Regions from separate parts of the Mus musculus genome. Here all the other regions are linked to region 3. Evidence: chromatin contacts called from public promoter capture Hi-C data. All regions are on one chromosome and are shown on one strand. Each heading gives the region's core, a stretch centred on a gene start, on an enhancer-like site or on the middle of the called end of the contact. The rest is flanking DNA. Distances are from core to core; before and after follow the strand shown. Region 1 holds the start of Kif21b (kinesin family member 21B). Region 2 holds the start of Camsap2 (calmodulin regulated spectrin-associated protein family, member 2). Region 3 holds the start of Nek7 (NIMA (never in mitosis gene a)-related expressed kinase 7). Region 4 holds the start of Tmem9 (transmembrane protein 9).

Region 1 (2,700 bases), core at 94-2,593, 2.5 Mb after region 3:
CCAGAACCAGAGATGTATGTTCCTCAGTGCATCTGTGAGTTGGTGACCAGCTCACTCACATTGCTACTCTCCCACTATGTTCTTCTTAAAGAGAAGACCACAAAACACAGTCGGGAGAGCTGGTGGGAGGCATCTTCACTCTCTGCAAAGAACAGAGAGTTCAACTTTGTAGCATTTCCTGTCCCTGCACCTGTGTGCCCCTAGGAAAAGAACCCACTAAGTCCCGTCCTCTTTCCTCTTAATGTCTGCCAGATTACTTCTAATACCTACAGATATCGGGAATGGGAATCCAGATAAATCTAGGGGCCCTTCCCCCCTGCTCAGTTTCACCTTTGTGCCTGTGAATGTAGCATTAGGGTCCTGTCACCCCTTTCACCCCTTCTGGATTAGTCCCTCGGATACACCTTTTTCTTCCTCCCTAGCACCATCTCCTCTTGGGGCAGGACCAGCAGGGCTTTCTCCAAAAGCCATTGGCACCCCGTGGAAAGCCAAGGCACCATTCCAACCCTTTCATGGGTCCCACAACCGATCTTTGTCTGTTGTATCCGCTCCCAGGATGGTGAGCTGGATCAAGAGCGTAGAACTGGCTAACTGGGGTAGATGGGGGGAGGGGGGATTCCCTCCTATACCCCAGAATGAGACAGCAGCCTCATGGGGAGGACAAGAGGAAACACACAGACGCTCCGGCCTGGGCCAAAGCTGGGTGTGAAATACCGGATTTCCTTGTTTATTCGATTTTCTGATCATTAAGTGCTCCCAAGAGGGGCCAGAAATTACCACCCAAACAAAGCCACCTTCCATCAGTCCGCTGGGCCGCCGCTCCCCTGCGGCAGCCGGGCCAGCGCGCGTCGGCCCCTCCTCCTGGACTGCAGACTCCAGCTCGAGCGGTGCCCGCGCCCCCCGCCCGAGAACACGCGAGACAAAGCTCGAACCCCTCCTCGCACGCCCCTTCCCCGCCATCGACCCTTACCTGACGGCCACTTTGACGCAGCAGTCGCCCTGGCCAGCCATGGTCCTCCGGCACCAGGGTCTGGGCGCGGATCAGGGGCGGGGGTCCGGGGGCCACTGCTCCAGGCAGCGGCTGCGGCTGCAGAAGGCGGAGGCAGGGACCCTGCTAGCGAAAGCGACCTCGTAGGCTGGAGGTGACATGCTCGCAGGAGGCGGCAGAGGGGCTCAGCCGCGGCCGGCCCCACGGGGCTGGTCCCATGCGTCTCCTCCAGCCATCGCGCGGAGGTGCTGAGCTCGTTGACAGCGGGCAGTGAGACCCGCAGCTCCCTACAGCGCGGCACACGCGCGCGCACACACCTCCCACCCGGACCGCCACCTCCCGCCGCAGCGCGAACAAAGGGGGCGGGGGCCGAGCCACCTCAGGACCCACCCCCAGCCCCTCAGAGCCGCGCAGGGCCCCGCCCCTCCCAGAGGCCGCCAATAGAAGGCCCCAACGAGCAGCAGAGGCGGGACTTGAGCCTTTAAAGAGACCTCTTGGCTCCCGTCCATCGGGTGGCTGGGAGGGGCGGGGTAGGATTGGAGGGCTTGGGAGTGAAAGCGGGAGTGGCATGATGGACTCGTCCCTGGGAAGTTGACCATTCGGGAACCACGGCCCTCGAAGTCATGGTACCTCAGTCTCAGTGGGATCTTCCTTTCCTAAATGAGGAACGGGACTCAAAGAGGAACACCCCAAGGTCATACAGCGAGTCTGTGGCTAGGCATGGGTAAGAACCTGGTCTCTGGGCTGGGCGGTGTGCTGCACCTCAAAGCATCTCATAGAGATGAGCAATTTGCAATTTGAAAGAGTCAGCGAAGTGTCCCTTCTGCATTTATTTCGGTAAATCCGCCAACCTTTATTGAAGGGGATTCTTGTTGATGTGGAAGTAAATTTCCCCACCTCCACTCTGCAACATCTTTAAGCTCATAGTTTGCTTTGATGGCTGACTGGCTCAGGTTCTCCTCACTAAACCAGGGTCCCACTAACCTTTATGACCCACAGGGCCTGGTTCACACTCTTTGTGACAGTGGGGGGGGGGGGCGGGTTGTGTGTGGGGGAGTCGATGTGGGAGGCCAGATCTGCCTGGGAAGTAGTAGGAACAAAGAAGCACTTGACTCCAGATACCTGGGAGAAGCTAGAAGGCAAAGGAGGCCAGCGCTGCCATCAGAAATGTATATAAAGGATTAGCCCAGGAGACTTTTCAACACAGGGCTATGAGAAAGGAGACCAGTAATGTGAAGTCAAGTCCCATTCCAGTTCACCCCTGCACCCTCCCAGCCCCACTCTTCTCCCTGCCCCCCAACAACCAACATTAGGACCATTCACAGGGCCCCTCACCAGCTGCCCTCCCTTCCCAGGCTTCACCCAGCTCCTTCCTCTGGAAAAGGCCCAAGAGGAGGACCCAGCTGCAGCTCAAGATGTGGATGGAGACCTCTGGGGGAGGGGAGGCAGGGGAGTCTGGCTCCAAGCTTCTTGCATCAGCCTCAGATGATGAAACCCTGTGAGACGTCTTGGCTGGGATGTACGTTAGGGTCCTGAGGATCCACTTCTTGGTGCCATCATTCCCCACTCCCCACCCCCATCTGTGACTGCTCCACTCGGGAACCCAGGTGCCTGTTTGGAATAGTTTTAAGGGAAAATGTGAAAGTTAGGTCAGCTCATTCTTCCTACCCTCGTAGCAAACAGGAGGAGAGCCAGAGCCCCAGAGAGGTAGT
Region 2 (2,700 bases), core at 66-2,565, 2.3 Mb after region 3:
GGCTTATCTGTAATGCCTTATTGGGTTCAAGGAGGAGTGTTTCTGGGGATTAAACAGAAATCAAAAGGGAGGGGCTTGCTCCTGGAGCTGCCCTTTTCGATAGTAGGGATCAAAACGCCTCCCCTCATGTTTCATATGTCTCCCATCTTAACGGCTGATGATAATAGGGAGGCCCTAGTCGTACAAAGTAAGATAGTTCTGGGTTCAGACTGTGACTATGCCTTTACTATATCTGCAATTTAAGAGGCTTTTCTGACTCTTAGCTCTCTCATCTGTAAAATGAAAACCACCCAGGATTACATAAATTAAAATCAGATGTGTTAAAACAAGAAGTGGGGAATTAGAAAGTTAACCAAACTCGGTGTTAACTACAGTAACATTCTCCCTTTGACCCTAGACATTGATAGAGCAACTACTGTGAGGTTTAGCATCATATAGGTGTCAGAGACAAGGCAAGTCAGCTTGAAAGCTAAAGACAGTTGGTGGTTGGAATGCAGTGTGACAAGTTATGACATAAAGGACATACATTGCTCTGGAATCAGTTCTGCACGGGAAGTTGGCAGTATCAGGGAAGGCTTTCTGGAGGGAGTGACTACTGTGGACAGAGACCACAGAGACAGGCAGCGCACAGCTCTGAGAAAGCATACCCATGTGGGGGAACGGAGAGAGTTCTGGCAAGACGAACTGCGACAAATCATAATTGTGGATGTTCTTTGTGGAAGGGTTTATGTTTCTTTCTACGAGGAAACAGAAGGTACCAAAAAACCGGATCCTTCACTTAGAAAACTTAAGTGGGGAGTATCAAGTTAAAACGTCATGACGTGAAATGTATACAGCTTTGGAGAGTTTAAACCTGACCTTCAACCCTGGTTAAACCCCATGGGTGACTTAAGTTACTGCATCCCTCCATAATTTCGTGGTCAACCAGCTGTATCACCTCTCTCAGGGTTACTGCAAGGATTAAATGGGTGTGCAAGGCAAATTCTCAGCAATACGCGTGTGACATAAGCAGCATTTGAAACAAATATCAATTCTCTTGGCTGAACCACGTGTAGCGGGAGGAGAAAAGCCTCTCCTCTCCCTTTCTTTCCTTCCCTCGTCCAGCAGTGTCGGCGGCAGCAGCCCAAAGCTGCGGATGTACAGAACGTCCAATCCAGCGGGCACTGTGCTGATTAATGGATAGGGGCGCGGAGCCCATCGCGGGCGGCAGCGAGGCTGGGCATGCTCAGTGCGCATGGCGGCGCAAGACAGCGGCGGGGGCGGGGCCGGGCGCGCCAGGCGCATGCTCAGTGTTCCCATCTGCTCTTTCCATCCAGTGCCGCAGCCGGAAAACCGCAGCGACGGCGGCGGCGGCGGCTGAAGGGGAGCGAGGCGTCCGGCCACGGGAGGGGTAGCGGAAAATACGAGGACAAGCCCGATAAGGCAGGAGCCGAGGGCCCGTGATTTGATTTGCGGCCTCCCCCAGGCCGCTGCCTTGGCCCTGAGCTGCGCCGAGGAGGCGGGCGGCGGCGATCGGAGCGCCGGAGAAGCGCCGGGCCGCGGGCGGCTCGCGCGCTGCAGCGATTCTGACGTTTTCCGCGGCGGGTCCCGCGGCCCGAGGGGCGGCCGTGAGTGAGGCGGGGCGTGCGCGCTCCGCCATGGCGGGGACACTGTCCGCGACGTGATCGTCCAGGCTGCCCCCGCCCGAGCATTCCGGGCCCTCTCAGCCGCCACCCTCCTGCGAGCCCGTGTGACTAAACGGAGACAAAGGGGAGGCGGAGGGGCAGACCCGGGCCGGAGCGAGCGCGGCCGGGTGCCGCCTCACGTCTATGCCCGGGGCCGCGGCGGCTCCCGCGGGCGGCGGACTCGCGACGAGCACAGCTGAGCTTTTCCGTGCCCGGCGCCCGGGAGGGCCGCGACCGGCGCGGACGATCTGAACTCCTCTCTCCGCCACACCATGTGAAGGCCGTCGTCCCTCCATCCCAACCAGCCGCCGTGAAAGATGGGGGATGCTGCAGACCCGCGGGAGATGAGAAGGACGTTCATTGTTCCAGCCATCAAACCCTTTGACCACTATGACTTCTCCAGGGCCAAAATCGCCTGCAATCTGGCCTGGCTGGTGGCCAAAGCCTTTGGGACAGGTAAGTGGTGTCGTCCCTTTCCTCTTCCTCCCGATGCTGTCCACATCCCAGTTTTTGTTCCTGATTCCAGCCCCCTCCCCCATGTGTATCTTCCGGTACAGGTTTAGGGAGATGACGGGAGACGAGCTCTAGGAGAAAGAAAGAAGGCAGGTTTGGTCTTAAATGAGGTGCCCTTGACTGACGCGGGAGGGGTTGACCGGGTTCCTTTTATTGAATAGCGTGTGTCTAAATTCCGCGAGCAAATTATCGTGTTTTCCCAAAATGGCTCTAATGTGTGGTGTTTTCCTTATTATCTTGCATACGTTTCCCTTTCGGTCATAATTGTGGTTACCATACCAAGAAATCTGAGCTTATTACTGGAAGAAGGTGGGGTACTATATTGATCTTGACATTTGTAATGGTGGTTGCTAGTCAGGCTATGTAGGATGAAAGGTGGTCAGTGTTGAAGTGCAGTATCTTTTGTAGGCGTTCCTTACTCCTCTCACAGCCTTTCATACACATTCCAAATTCTCGTTAAGCCACCCATTAAAACCACTTTTAGTTTTCTGACTGGATAGTGCTTTTTCACTTAATGTCACTG
Region 3 (2,700 bases), core at 27-2,526:
TGGATCCTACCTGCATAGGCTTACTGGCTGTTTCTCCAACATGGCGAACCCATGCCTGACAGGGTAACCTTGCATTTCCTGGGTAAAACAGTCTACTTCCTGACAGTCACATGGCTCCTTTTCTCACATCTTCAGGTCTCTGCTCAAATTCCAAGTGACTTTCCCTGATAAACATGTTTAAAGGAGCACTCACACCCCGAGCTTTGTTTCTCTATGAAATAGATATAAAAGACATTAGGTAATTTGGACTTCCTCACTGAAGCTAAGTTTTATGAGAGCAGGGCTCTTGCACGTAGCTGATTGTAGAACTCCACCTGGCAAATCTGTACCGATTAAGCACTTGCCCCAACGTCACCTCTTGAAATTTAATTTTCTTACTAAAATTAACGTTTGCATTCTTTTCTAATTATATTTCACATACTTGCATTCGTGTGTGTGTCACATTGCAGTACGGATGTCAGAAAACAATTTGTGGGTCCTGGGAATCAAACTCCTGAGTCATCTTGCTGGCCCAAACTTTCTAAATCTTGCTTCTATTGTTTTAATCCATTTGAGCTATAATACCGCTTTTTCTTGTTGTTGTTTTTTGGCTCTATTCCCTTGGCAGGGGAACGAAACCAGAAAAAGGCCTACTGATATCAAATGGTTAAGATCTGTGCTCAAGCACGCTGTTGTATGTCATCGTCTGTTTCTAAGGAGAGGCGTTAAGGCTGACTTCCAAGAAAGACCACGATAAGTTAAGCGACTGGCCACTGAATGATTAGCATCTAGGTATGACAGACTCTACACTGCCTCCTAGCTGTTCGCTCCATTCGTTCAAATCTGGTTAGTGGAACAGTAGGAATCAAAGCTTTGCTTTTGAAAAGCTCCATGTACTAGGGAGAGACCCATATTGCAAATATGTGACGTGTAAACGAATTTATCTAATGTAATATTTTTGTAATGCCACTTTGTGAGTGTGCCTGTATCCCAAAGATTCTGCATACCTACCAACTAGTTCAACTTTCGGAAGGGTCCTGAAAAGCTTTCTTAAAACTGGGACGCTAAAGTCTAGATTTGCTTAGCCAGACTCCGGGAAAACTCTCGTTTGCCTGCACTGACACCATGTAGAGGCAGCTTAAACTACTTGGTAAGTGGGATCAAAAAACTCCGATCTGGAGGCAGGGGTCGACCGCCGTAAGCGAGGCACACCCCAGTTCTCGGGAAAGTGGTAGCGTGGGCTCCGGAGCAGGGTGCGGGCGCGGGGAGGGGCCTGCGGCGGCCCGCCCTCTCCTCGGGGATGCCGGGATGTTTACCCTCCTGACAGCCGCGGCCGCCGGAGGAGGAGCGGAGCCGGGAGGATGGGCCGCCGCTAACCTCGCAGTGGGAAGCGCGGGCCGAGCAGGGTGGGAGCCGGCGCCTGCAGTGGCGCGGGGAGAGGCGATCGGCCCCGGATCCCGCAGCCCTGCAGCCCGCGTAGACCGAGCTGCCCCGGCGCCCCGGTGAGTATGTACGGCCCGGCCGGGTGGGGCCGGTGCGGGGAGCGGGCGGGCCGCGTGGGGCCTCGGGCTCTCGTGCCTCCGAGGACCGCCCGGGACGCCTGCAACTGGCGGAGCGTGGTGCAGGCCGCTGGCTGCAGGAGCTCAGAGTCCGGGCGCTTCGACCCCAGGAAGCTCCACGACGGTGGTGGTGGCGGCAACAGGTCTCCGGGCTCCGACAGGAGGAACTCCAGCGAAGACCCGCCTCCGGGCTGAGCTCATTGGTCACCTTGGCTATTTACAGCTCGAGGATTGGCTCAACCGATTCGGCTGCAGCCCAGTTTAGAAAAGTGAAGTTCACGGACCGGGGAGTCAGTCGAGCGTGAGTGGTGGGGTAGTCAGGTCGAGGTCCGATTGAAACCGATCCAGGGCTGGGATGCAGCAAAGTATGAGCTGAGTCCCAGTGGGGCGAAGGTGAAGTTAGGCCGTGGAAGATGCTGCTAAGCAATGTCGATAGCCTCCGCCTGGTGCTAGAGGCCTTGGAAGACCCACAAGAGATACATTTATTGACTCACATACTATACTCGAATAGCCTAAGTCTTTGCCCGCGCTAAACACTAAGAATATATTTACTTTAAAGTAAGATATGTTTTGTGCCCTTTACAATTCTGGTGATGGAACTGAATATAGCAAAAACAATCTAGAGATGTAAAGGACTTTTTTTTCTTTTTGAGATTACTAACTTTAAAGGTTGTAATTGGATTCAATGCCCGCAGTTTATAGAGCATTATTAGGACCACTCTTTAGTTTCTCCTCCAAGGAATCTGCAGTTCCCGGGAGGAACTGACGTTCATGACGGTGTGCTTTGATAGAGTTGCTTTACAGAATAATGTTCCGAATAAGCTTATTATAAATCTGTTCTCTTCTAGACGATGGGATGTTGATGTGATCCAAGAAAGGTTTAGTACTCATACTCAAAAATTTATAGTTTGGGACAACCGGACAAACTCTGAAAATGATGAATAAAAGATAAAGCCTGCAGTGCTTTGTAGCATTTCTCACTAGTATTCATGGCTGCAGTATTTCGTGATGGCCAGTGCACTTTATTGAACTAACATGCAACCTAAGCAGTTATTTCATCTTCACAGCTATCTGCCACCACTCCGAGAGACCCGGACCATAATTTGCTTTACATCCCAAACCGTTGCATCTTCTGCTTCGGCTGGCGAGGGGTAGGGGCGTG
Region 4 (2,700 bases), core at 189-2,688, 2.6 Mb after region 3:
GTTACCCAAGGCTGCCTGCCATCCATGAAGTGACGTGCTGGGGGAAAGGGGGGGGGGGGGATGGGGGGAGGGAGGAGGGAAGAGTTGGGGCTGCAGTGTATATAGCAAGCAAAGTGACAGGCTTTTTCAACCCTGGGGCCTACAATTGTGTCTGGTGAGCTAGGTGGCCAGATTCCCCTTCAATTCTGTCTTAACTCCTTAGGTTAGAAAGGGGAAAGGGATGAATAAAGAAAACTGGGACATTATCACGGGAAGACTCCCGTCAGGAATTCCTTGAAGAGCAAAGAAGCACGCAAGCCCTAATACTCAATGTTATTTCAGTGTCTCAGGGAGAGTCAGAATCGAAAGCGGACAGCCTAGAGCCGCGTACATCATCTAAACCTAGCTGCGGGTCTCCCACCCGGAAGGAATGAGAGCAGCCTCTGGAGTCCACAGTGCAGCTGGGTTAGCTTTGAAGCCAAAAAGCTCCCATCTGTGCATGCCTTTACACTCAGAGCATTTTACAACATTACATGATTTGACTATCAAATTGAGCAGGAGATTCGACCACAGCTGTTTTTACTTGGGGCAAAGGAAGATACAGAGAACTTGGGTAACTTTTCTTAAACTTTCTTGCTTGCGGAGAAGTCTACCTAGGGCTAGTTTGGTCCGGACCCTGTGCGGTAGGCTCTGAACCCCGTGCTCCCTACACCCTTAGGAAGGCCAGCAGCTTGTCCCAGGTAAGGTCCCCGCCCCCAAGTAGGGTTCTCGGGTGGGGGAGGGGTCAGGGTGGCGTTTCGGCTACCTCGGCGGCAGCCCAGGAACAAGGTGCCGCTGGCCCACTTCCCTCACCTTGTTGGCTTGAGCTGGGGGCACCAGCAAGCACCCCACCACAGCCACCAAACACAGCAGCTTCATGCTTATCGGGCTTGCTGAGCCAGCAAGACTAGATGCCTGGGGGGATAAAAAGAAACATGGAGTCGGAAAAAGGGATAGTGGTCACAACAGAGGCAGCACCCTCGGCCCCTTTTCAGCTTTGCCAGACGAGGGAAGAGGGCTGAGTTCCAGGATTCCTGGCCTTCTAAACCTTTCCCTCTCCTCACCAAGCCCAGCTCTCAAAAGCTATCTGTGCACTAGCAGAGGGAGTTTTCTGAGGTTACAGCCGCCCGGAGCCCCCAGATCCTGTCACCAGGCCGCGTTCCGACCCTCACCTCTCCTCCCACCGCCCTCCGCCATCTCTGCCTCCACCGCCCTGGTGGCGCCGCTCAGGCCCAACCAGAAGCCCCGATTCCGACCGCCAAGAGTACTGCACACCCTGCCTAAGGATTTGGGGTGGCTGTGAACCCCCAGTGTCCCTGCGACCCCCGTACCCCTCCCCCAATGCCGAGTCTACCAACCTGCAAGCTCAGCCGCAGCCGCCACTGATCAGCAGGCTCCACCCCTTCAGCATCTATTGGCTGCTACAGTCGCCGCTCAGCCCAACCTCGCTAGTTGCCAAGACAACAAGACCCACCTTCTCTTGGTCCCGGAGGCTTACAATCTAGGGAGAGGCACGCATTTCTCTACCAGGATTTAGCAAGAAAAGGGAATGTCTGCCTTTCCTACTGAAAACTGAAGCTCTAGCCCTGTGGGTCCGTTCAACTCCTCCTAGAGTGCTTTGTTTGTCCTCGCCTTATACTATCTTACTGTTTCAGAGAAAGCATTTTAGAAATGAAACTAGTAATGATTTTAGAACAAGATCAAGGACCATTGTGCTTATTCATAGTCTGAAAATATTATTATAGAGACACATTTTTGTTTTGTTTTGTTTTGTTTTTTAACAAGGAACTCAAGGGCCCAGGCTCTATTCCTACACACAAAGACATATGCCAAAGAGGGCAAGACAGGATTAGTAATAGGCGTGGGCTGGAGGGAGCTGTGCCTCCTTAGCCTGCACTGGTTCTGAAGGCCTGGCAAATTGAAACAAGGTGTACTAGGCCAGTCTGGGACTAGGAGGAGGTTACAGGCTGCAGAGGGACAGATGTGAACTTCTTAGCAGCAGTGAAGGAAACTGGAGTCACCTGAGTCCAGGGGCCACTGCAGTGAGGACACTTGAGCTTTGGCCTCAAGTGCATCGAACTAAGCTCCTGTGTTACCCTAGAAAACATGCATTCCCTCTCTGGGTACCAGTTTCCTTAGCTAAGGGTCCCTACAGCTTTGATGGGTTGGGGCTCCTGGAAAGAAGAATAGTCATATGGCCAGAATGAAATTTAGTATAGAAAGTCATGTGTCACAAAAGAGTTTTCCTCCTTAGACATATTATCTGAGCACTATTTGTGGTGGGTACTATATAAGACACTGAAGCTGCCTGGGGGAGGGGGAGGCTAGCCTTGTCTCTGTTCTCTTTTTTTGTTGTTGTTTTTAAGATTTATTTATATTTTATGTATATGAGTACACTGTAGTTGTCTTCAGACACACCAGAAGAGGGTGTCAGATCACATTGCAGATGGTTGTGATCCACCATATGGTTGCTGAGAATTGAACTCAGGACCTTTGGAAGAGCAGTCAGTACACGTAACCACTAAGCCATCTCTTCAGCCCCATCTCTGCTCTTGTATAACTTGATATTTATTACAAAAACAAAAACCAAAAAACAATGGTTGTTTTAGTCAGGGTTCTCTAGAGTCACAGAACTTATGGGTAGTCTCTATATACTAAGCAAATTTGTTGATGACTTACAGT

The links. Promoter capture Hi-C pulls out the DNA fragments that hold promoters and counts their contacts.
Region 1: a contact with region 3 is called in a promoter capture Hi-C map of pre-B cells, with 6 times the contacts expected there. The contact joins the promoter of Kif21b here to the promoter of Nek7 in region 3.
Region 2: a contact with region 3 is called in a promoter capture Hi-C map of the C10 cell line, with 2.8 times the contacts expected there. The contact joins the promoter of Camsap2 here to the promoter of Nek7 in region 3. A contact is called at or near these places in 1 of 39 promoter capture datasets (the C10 cell line) and 2 of 115 datasets of contacts at active chromatin or transcription factors (astrocytes and embryonic forebrain).
Region 4: a contact with region 3 is called in a promoter capture Hi-C map of pre-B cells, with 2.4 times the contacts expected there. The contact joins the promoter of Tmem9 here to the promoter of Nek7 in region 3.

The regions. Positions count from the first base shown.
Region 1 is chr1:136,130,033-136,132,732 of GRCm38.p6, reverse strand. It overlaps Kif21b (kinesin family member 21B), which reads right to left and starts at 1,343. Exons shown (of 35, transcript NM_001039472.2): 1 at 971-1,343. The coding sequence starts at 1,011. It overlaps Gm15850 (predicted gene 15850), which reads left to right and starts at 1,550. Exons shown (of 3, transcript NR_046170.1): 1 at 1,550-1,712.
Region 2 is chr1:136,344,719-136,347,418 of GRCm38.p6, reverse strand. It overlaps Camsap2 (calmodulin regulated spectrin-associated protein family, member 2), which reads left to right and starts at 1,315. Exons shown (of 18, transcript NM_001347109.1): 1 at 1,315-2,120. The coding sequence starts at 1,982.
Region 3 is chr1:138,618,333-138,621,032 of GRCm38.p6, reverse strand. It overlaps Nek7 (NIMA (never in mitosis gene a)-related expressed kinase 7), which reads left to right and starts at 1,276. Exons shown (of 10, transcript NM_021605.4): 1 at 1,276-1,481.
Region 4 is chr1:136,016,739-136,019,438 of GRCm38.p6, reverse strand. It overlaps Tmem9 (transmembrane protein 9), which reads right to left and starts at 1,438. Exons shown (of 6, transcript NM_025439.3): 1 at 1,377-1,438; 2 at 832-933. The coding sequence starts at 897. It also overlaps a transcript of Igfn1 not described here.